2 separate regions of the Mus musculus genome follow, and region 1 is linked to region 2. A link is a contact called in public Hi-C data. All regions are on one chromosome and are shown on one strand. Each heading gives the region's core, a stretch centred on a gene start, on an enhancer-like site or on the middle of the called end of the contact. The rest is flanking DNA. Distances are from core to core; before and after follow the strand shown. Region 1 holds the start of Mmp17 (matrix metallopeptidase 17). Region 2 overlaps Sfswap (splicing factor SWAP).

The links. Hi-C and Micro-C count contacts between places; a contact is called where the count stands out from the background.
Region 1: a contact with region 2 is called in a Hi-C map of cortical neurons, with 2.7 times the contacts expected there. The contact joins the promoter of Mmp17 here to the enhancer-like site in region 2. A contact is called at or near these places in 1 of 39 promoter capture datasets (hippocampal neurons), 9 of 484 Hi-C or Micro-C datasets (CD4 T cells, cerebral cortex, cortical neurons and 3 more), 4 of 115 datasets of contacts at active chromatin or transcription factors (embryonic stem cells, memory CD8 T cells and neural progenitor cells) and 3 of 9 other capture datasets (adipose tissue, liver and pancreatic islet).

What each region holds. Positions count from the first base shown.
Region 1 is chr5:129,581,870-129,585,680 of GRCm38.p6, forward strand. Mmp17 (matrix metallopeptidase 17) reads left to right here and starts at 2,300. Exons shown (of 10, transcript NM_011846.5): 1 at 2,300-2,579. The coding sequence starts at 2,424.
Region 2 is chr5:129,532,491-129,536,389 of GRCm38.p6, forward strand. The region is part of intron 7 of Sfswap (splicing factor SWAP); the gene reads left to right. Among named protein-coding and RNA genes, the nearest start is that of Sfswap, 33 kb to the left of the region's middle. Within about 2 kb of position 2,236, at least 69 of the 459 cell types and tissues checked have an H3K27ac peak or open chromatin away from gene starts, as enhancers often do. A contact at or near this core is called in adipose tissue, cerebral cortex, cortical neurons and 3 more, where this site is marked.

The sequences.
Region 1 (3,811 bases), core at 1,050-3,549, 49 kb after region 2:
GTCGCTGGGAAGAGTCTAGCAAAATTGTCTGTAAGCCAACAAACTCTCCTGTGGCTTCTCCCCTGTTCTTTCGTCTGCTCCTTTGGAGTTTTGTTAAAACCACTTCCAAAACTCTCGAGCCCAGTTGGCCTGCAGCTCACCATCCTCCTGCCTCTGCCTCCCCAAACGCTGGAGTTTCAAAGTCCTGCTACCATGTCCGGGCCTCCTCTGCTTCTATCAGATCACTTGACAGTGGATTTGGGGGTCACCTAGACAATCCCCAGTGAGCTTATCTCAAGTTTTTTTTTAACTCAATTATAACTACAAGGACCCCCATCCTAGCTGGGTATGGGAGAACACAGTTAAAATCCTAGCACTCGGGGGCTGAAGCAGGACACAGTTCTAAACAAACCAAAAAAGATTCCTATCCATCTAAGAGTATATCTGTAGTGTCAAGTAGACATTTACCAAACTATAGGAGACCTGGAAGAAACTCCCAGAGCCAGATAGGCAAAGGCAGGGCACCTTGGGAGGAGGTACCAGTTAGAATTGGCAGAGTCAAGGGGACAAGGGTCTGGAGCCAGAGCCCCTAGAGCCACCCATTCCTGAACCAGTTCTTTTGTCCCCAATTTGCTCCACATTTCTCTGAGATTTCCTTTCCACATAGGGACATCATTTAGGAGAGGCCCAGAGACCTCAGAACAGATAGAAGATGGGGCCACCCGAGCTTTGAAGCTGATCTCAGAGGGCCTACGAATGCAATACGTTTCTCTCTTCTTGTCTAACAGGAGAGCATCGATCTTCTCCCTAGGGACCGAACCGACCTTCCTTCTAATGCAGCATGAACTAATGTCATGCATTAATATTGTAAACCTGACGGGCTGTAGGATCTCCTAGGAAACAAGTCTCCCAGCACACCTGTGAGAGATTATCTAGATTAGGTTAGCCTCTGGACACGCCTCGAAGGGATTATCCAGATTAGGTTAATTGAGATAGGAAGACCCATTTTTAACTAACTGTGGGCAGTACTGTTCCACGGGTTGATAGGGAGTTTGTTCCACATAGCTAAACACCCGGGAGATGCTACTGTCTTGTGGCTGCGCACTCTCTGTCTCTAGGGCTTTCTCGTGTCAAGGTCCTAACCCCCGCCCTCCCACCCCCCAACCCACGGACCCATCTCAAGCTGGTGCAGAATCTAATCTTCTCCCCAAACCACCCAGACCCCCGAGAGCAACAGGGTATGGATAGACACCAGCTGGGAGTTGAGGGAGGGAACTTTGCCTTCAAAGCAGGGAGTCACCCACCCTCTCCTTTAGAGGCATCATCTAAACCTCAGTGTCCGCGTGCAAACAATAAATAGACTGTAATCCTAACGACACCGAGGGACTAGAGAAACCCGCGGGGAAGGGGCTGGAGACCCAGCCGCTGGGGCGGGGGCTTGGGGTGGGAGGGCGCTGGTTTTGAACTCTGTCCCTTGGCCCAGCCAGTTTCCACATTGTCACTCCACATTGTCTCCTACTTAGGTATTATTTTCTCTGGACCTCAGTTTCTTTGTGTACAAATTGGGAACTATGGTTTCCACTTCTTACGGGTTGCGAGAAAGAAAATTTCATCTGTAAAGTGCTGAGCGGGTGCCAGATCCCAGCTAATGTTTGCTATTCATAGCCTCCCGGCTCACGGAGATAGAACGGGTCCAGCCCGCCGGAAGCATGGGGGGTTCACTCCCCGCCCCTCAAAACAAAGTCTCTTTTTTCACACCTGATGCAGACCCTCAGCAGCAGAGGCTAGATGCTCCCTGGCGGACTAAGGGGAAAAGGTGCTCTGTGCCCAAGGCTCCATACAGGACTCAGGTGTGCTCTCGGCCTAGTCTCCCGTCCTAAGCCCCTACTCCCGCCCACGCTCACCCATCCCATCCCACCCCATGCCCCCGCTCCCTCCTACGCTCTCTTGTATCACACTAATCCCCTCCCCCACCTCCGATCTCTCAGAATCGGGGTGCTTACTCCCACTCGCCCCAAGACTCTGTGGCCCGCGGGCTCCCCCGTGTGCCCATCACGCGCGCTGCAGCGGTCTTTAGGTCCTAAGTGACCTGAAACTAAACCAAGGGTTCTAGCAGGCGACCAGGGGGCGCGTCCAGAGGACGGCAGAGAACTCTAGGACACTCGCAGCCCGATCCGCCGGCTCCCTGTCTGCAGCAGTGCTCCAGCCTTCGGGGTGGGCAAAGCTTCTGTGCCATTACCGGGTCCCGCCCGCGCGGGGGCCCCTTTAAGGGAGTGGGCGGGGCGATGTTTATTAGCATACATTAGCATGGCCCTGCCCCGGAGGCGGGCGGGCGCGCGGCTCAGTCCCGCGGAGCGGAGCGGTGCGGGCGCGGAGCCGAGCGAGGCGCGGAGCTGGCTGCTGGCGGGTGCGGGGACCCTCGCCACCCGACCTGGGAGAGCGGGATGGGACGCCGCCCGCGGGGACCTGGGTCCCCCCGGGGACCTGGCCCTCCACGCCCCGGGCCGGGGCTGCCACCACTGCTGCTTGTACTGGCGCTGGCGGCCCATGGGGGCTGCGCAGCGCCCGCGCCCCGCGCGGAGGACCTCAGCCTCGGGGTGGTGAGTGAACGACAGGGGCACGGGACCCTGGGCACTCGGGAGCCGAGTCCCCAGGCGCTCACGAGGTGCAAGGGAGAAGGGAGACTCGCCCTTGCTCCTTTCGGAGAGGTGCGCGAATCCCGGTGAGGCGGGGGTGTGGGGGGGAACCCATTTTTAAGACAGAGAAACTGAGGCTGGGGCTCGGGCTGCTCGAGGCTCACGCTTGCAGGTCTAGGAGGATGCCGGTCCCTTTCCCGCTCCGTGCAGTCGTGCGCCGCAGCCGCGGGCGCCCCGGGGAGGTGGTCGCCCAGCCGGAGCCTGGTCTCTGGTTAAAAGCAGCTCCACAGAGACCTCTGGCGGGGTGACCGGTGTCACAGACGCCCGGAGCGGTGCGCCCCGCGAGCTTCGCGGCCGGAGTGGGAGGTCAGGGGCGCGCACCCCAGGCCGGGGACGCGCCTGTGGGCGTCCGGAAAACCTGGGGTTCCCGAGTTTGCCCCGCTGACGATGTTAGAAGAGCCTCCCGCACGGCGAGCGTGCCGCGACCCCGTCTCCCTCCTCCACCGGAGCGATCGGCCTTGTCCCGCCGGTGCGGGTGACAACCTCTGCTGTGTCAAGCCCGCTGCCGTCCCCATCCCGCCAACTCCCACTGCCAGAGCTTAGCTAGGCACTCCAGCTTGGGGACCCGGGTACCGGCTTCTTCCCACCTCTTGCCCACCCTCCTGACTGAAGTCGGGTTTGGAAACCCGCAGGAGACCCGGAAGGTTTCGATCAGACTTTATGGCTCCGCAGGCCCGCGAAGCCCTCTGCAAAGGCGCGCGCGGTGACTAGAGCCCGCTTTCGAGGAGGAGGAGGAGGCCCCGGCCTGGGTTCCTTAGATCTGGAGACCCGGCCAGGCGCGGCTTCCTGATTGGCACAAGCCAGCCAATATCCTAATGGGGTCCTGGCAGAGTCCGCTTTCCACGGGCGGTTGGCAACGAGGACTCCTACACCTCAGGTCTAGGCAAGGTGTCATGGAGATTTCCTGCTGGAGGAGACACTGGGGCGGGAGCAACCTCCAGTTTGGCAACATTTGCCCCTGGATCTGAGAGGGGCAGACTCTGCCACCCCCCAGGCATCTGAGGTGGCAGCGACCCATGCTTTCTCTGCCCACTTGCAGATGTCTGAGGGTCCCCTGAGGTGGCTTCTTCCCACTCCAGTGGCCTCTAAAATAGGGGTTCCTCACGTTCCTGATCCTAGGCTTTCATAGCTGGCTC
Region 2 (3,899 bases), core at 986-3,485:
GCCATTCCATCATCTGGTCAAGCCAGCTGCTTTAGTTGTTGATCCCATGTATCATCCTCGCCTCGCCATTGTGACTCCTTTGTTCATGGGTCCATTGGGTAATGACAGGAATGGCCTTCCAGGAAAAGTTGACTTCTGTCTACAAAGCAAGCCATCCTGCTTGCTTGTTGACATTCTCCTTTGCTGATGTCACCATTTGATGAGCATTTACACAGGACACAAGTATCTTCACTTCATTTGAAGAGATCTGTTTATATTCCTCTTCCCCAAATGTCTATCTTACCAATTTTCCAATCATGTTCTTTCCAAGTCTGCAGCTGTTCATCCAAACTACTGGGCATGCCCTTTGTGTCAGTGTATAAATTGTACATCTGTCCAAATGAAATGTATATGGCCAGCAAGATGGCTTATTGAGTTAAAGGTGCTTGCTTGCCACCAAGCCTGACAACCTGAGTTCAATTCCCAGGACCAATATAGTAGAATGAGAGAACTATCTCCCACAGGTTGTCCTTTGACCTCAGTGCACACCAATAACATGCATGCATGCATAAAGAGAATAAAAATAATACTAAAAATATACAACTCTGCCCTGCCCAAAGTTGTGCCTACCACAGGATTTTCCTTCAGGGTTGTCCCAGAAAGGTGCTGTAATACTACAGTTAGCTATCCTCTTCTGGGGAATGGACTCTACATAGGGTAGCACTATTCATAAATCAGGCCTCACTTTTGTTCTCTTTAGTCGTCCAGTCACAGAACATGCCTCCTGACGCAGTGAGTTCATGGAGACAGAAGGCATTGTTGGAGTAGTTGGAACCATAGGCATTTGGGTAACTTCATCTATGACCTACTTGGGCTCAGTTACATAAATATTATCACTTCCGATTGATGTCGCTTTGCTGCTTTGCATGTCCAACTTTATGGCTTAGTAGGTAATGCCTAGCCTATGATGGGCAATTCAAGTCATGTGGTAATAGCCCATTGTCAGATTCTCAGGTTTCCACTAAGTCCCCATAGCAGGCCAAGAGCTCTCTCTCAAAATCATTGTCTGTGGGTGAGAGCAAGGCCTTGTTCCAAAGTTCCAAAGGCCTCCACTGTGATTCCCCTGTGCGGTCCTCAAAGGACCCAACCATTACCCCATGTAGCACTGACAACGCAGCAGTGCCATCAGGTTTGCTAGACCATGTGTTCCAAGTGGCACAGCAGCTGGATTGTTTCAGGGATTGTTGCTGTTATTTTGGACCCATTCCTGGTACCACAGTCTGTATTAGGCATGGTTCTCTTGACAAAAGAATAGAGTGTGTATGTTACAAGATGATTCACAGGACTGGCACAGACTGGTCTGGGTAGTGTCATAATAGCCATCTACCCACTGAAGGCTGAGAACCAAATATAGGTGCACAGTTCATAAGGCTGCTGGAGTCCCCACTGAAAGCCTAGGGGAGTACTGGGGAGTCATTGGTCTTCTCCCCCTGGGGCAAGGCCGAAGAGGCTGAGTCAGATGATGGATGGCAGCAGTAATAGGAGAACTGGGTGCACTTACAAGCAAAAAGCAGAGGTGGACCGGGCAGCAGTGCCTCTTCTTTTGGACCGCCTCTTCCTGTTTGATTTGCTGCAGAAAGGTGCCACCTACTCTGAGGGAGGGTCCTCTCCCCTCAGTTAATCCTTCCTGAAAATACCCTTACAGGCCTACCAGTCAAGATGAATCATCTTAAGTTCTAATAATGCCATCTTTCGAAGCCTGGGTGGCTGCTGCTGAAGCCAAAGACAGAAGCTGGTCCATCCGTCACTGTACACCTGTGTGTTAGCTGCTGGCAGCTGTTTTCCCAGTCTGCTACTCTAGTCTGGGGCTGTGTTGTCAGCCTCCAGCCTTAGGCTTTCCTGTGGCTTCTCCATCGCCCGACTGTACTAGCTCCTGTGTTTGTCTCTTTGGGGTTCTCATTTGTTTGCTGGGGCACATCCTTGTTACAACTTGTTACAAGAGACTATGCTGGAAGATACATTTTTTTATTTCAACCCTTAGATAGATAGTGGGAAGGACCTAGTATGATGTAGATGTGTTTTTCCCTCCAGTCTGGAGTGCTCTGTGCTATAACTTCCCAGCCCTTGCCCTCGGCTGATACTGCCTGTTCTCTCCTGTACAACTGGAGCATTCATGGAACAGTGTGTCCATGCCAGTGCTATGTCAGGAATGCTTGCACAGCCTTTCCATTTGGCACTGGCATGCTAGAGAACAAAACAGATGGGAAACAGGGAAGAGGCAGCAGGCTCTGCATCTGCAGTTTTGCTTTCCGTGGGATCCAGTCTGAGGATGTTCAATGGAAAATTCCAGAAATAAAGCAACTCAAAATTTTAAAATTGTGCACTGCTATAATGAGTTATATGATAAGATCTTGAACAGTCACAGACCTTCCCACCGGGACCGGAATTGTCCCCTTCGTCCAGCTGACCCAGCCTGTAGGCTAGTCTCCCTTCCACTAGTCACTTAGGAATTGTCCTCATGTGTTGTGGCTAGGGGTTTACATTCAAAAGACCCTTTTAAAGTCATCTGCCACTGCTATATCCTTGTGCCCAGGCCACCTAGTACCATCACAAATACACTGTTTCATCTTAAATTATACCAAGACGGGTGTGCACAGCACAGCAGGATGTTGGGTGAATAGCCTGCTCGCCTAACTTCTATTACTGTAGTAGTTTAACTCCATTAATCATTTCTGTGGTCACTCTTCCTGTGACTGCTTTGCAAGTTAAGCCTTTATGAGTATTTGTGTGTAATAAATAGCCATGCAGGGCTCAGTGCTGTTTACAATGGCAGATGTTCCCACAGCACAGTGGCTATACAGGGGTTTCCAACCAAGAATCCTAGGAAGGGATTGACCAAAGACTTAGAGAAAGCTGGCATGAGCTGGGATGATTCTCACAGAGGCCCCAGAAGAGGAGGAAGAAGGAGCTTGTGGGAACACCTCCCAGACAGAAGCTTGCTGAGCCAAGAGGCCCAGGAAATCTGACTGGAGGCATGACATTTCCTAGACCAGAGCTGTAGGACAGAAAGGGTGTAGATGAAAGCCCAATGCAGTTCTGGACACAGTTGGTTTGGAACATGAGTGACCTCTCCAGTTAAGAGTGCCGAGTGAAGAGTTCTTAGATGTAGCCCAGGACTGGAGACGGGAATAGAATGCAAGCCTTTAGCCTTGGGAAAGGCTGAGGGGTGCCTGTCAGCCAGCTAGAGGTGGGAAGGAGGTGGAAGGACATGGCATGAATGGTACAGGAGGGACTGAGGGCGTTGCCTGAATGGTACATAGCCTCAGAGCAGAGTCAGTGGCCCTGCATCTTCCTTCAGGGTGCAGCACCAGGGACGGCCAGGAAGGTGGCTCACTGCTGACTCTCAGAAGCTCTCAGCTTGTGACCTGTGAGTTTTTTAAACATGTCTCCTTTAATGTCGTAGTTGTGTCTTAGGAAAGTTTCAGGATCCTCAGCACATACCTGCTCAAGAGCTGAAGGCTCTGGAAGATGATTAGATAGGGCTGGAGTGTAGCTCTGTTGGTGGAGTAGCTGCCTAGCAAGCATAGGGCCCTGGGTGGTTAGGCAGATGGCACCAGCCTTGCTCTGGGTTATTGCACATGTAAGCTTGTGAATAGCTGGAAAAGTGCTTCCAGGTGTGCCTCCACGCTAGCAGCTCACCCTTCCTTCCATGTTACTGCCTAGATGGCCTGGGAACCTGGGGCACTTTCTCTGTTGCCTCGTTTGGTGTGGATTTTTGCAGTACTCAAAGAAATACATTTATTAGCATACTATCACCTATTTTCACTCACTTAAAAACCCAGACCTGGTCAGTCATGGTGCTTTGTTCCTGTACTCCTGTCTCCTCAGTAAACTGAGGAAGGGTGCTCACTAGAGACCAA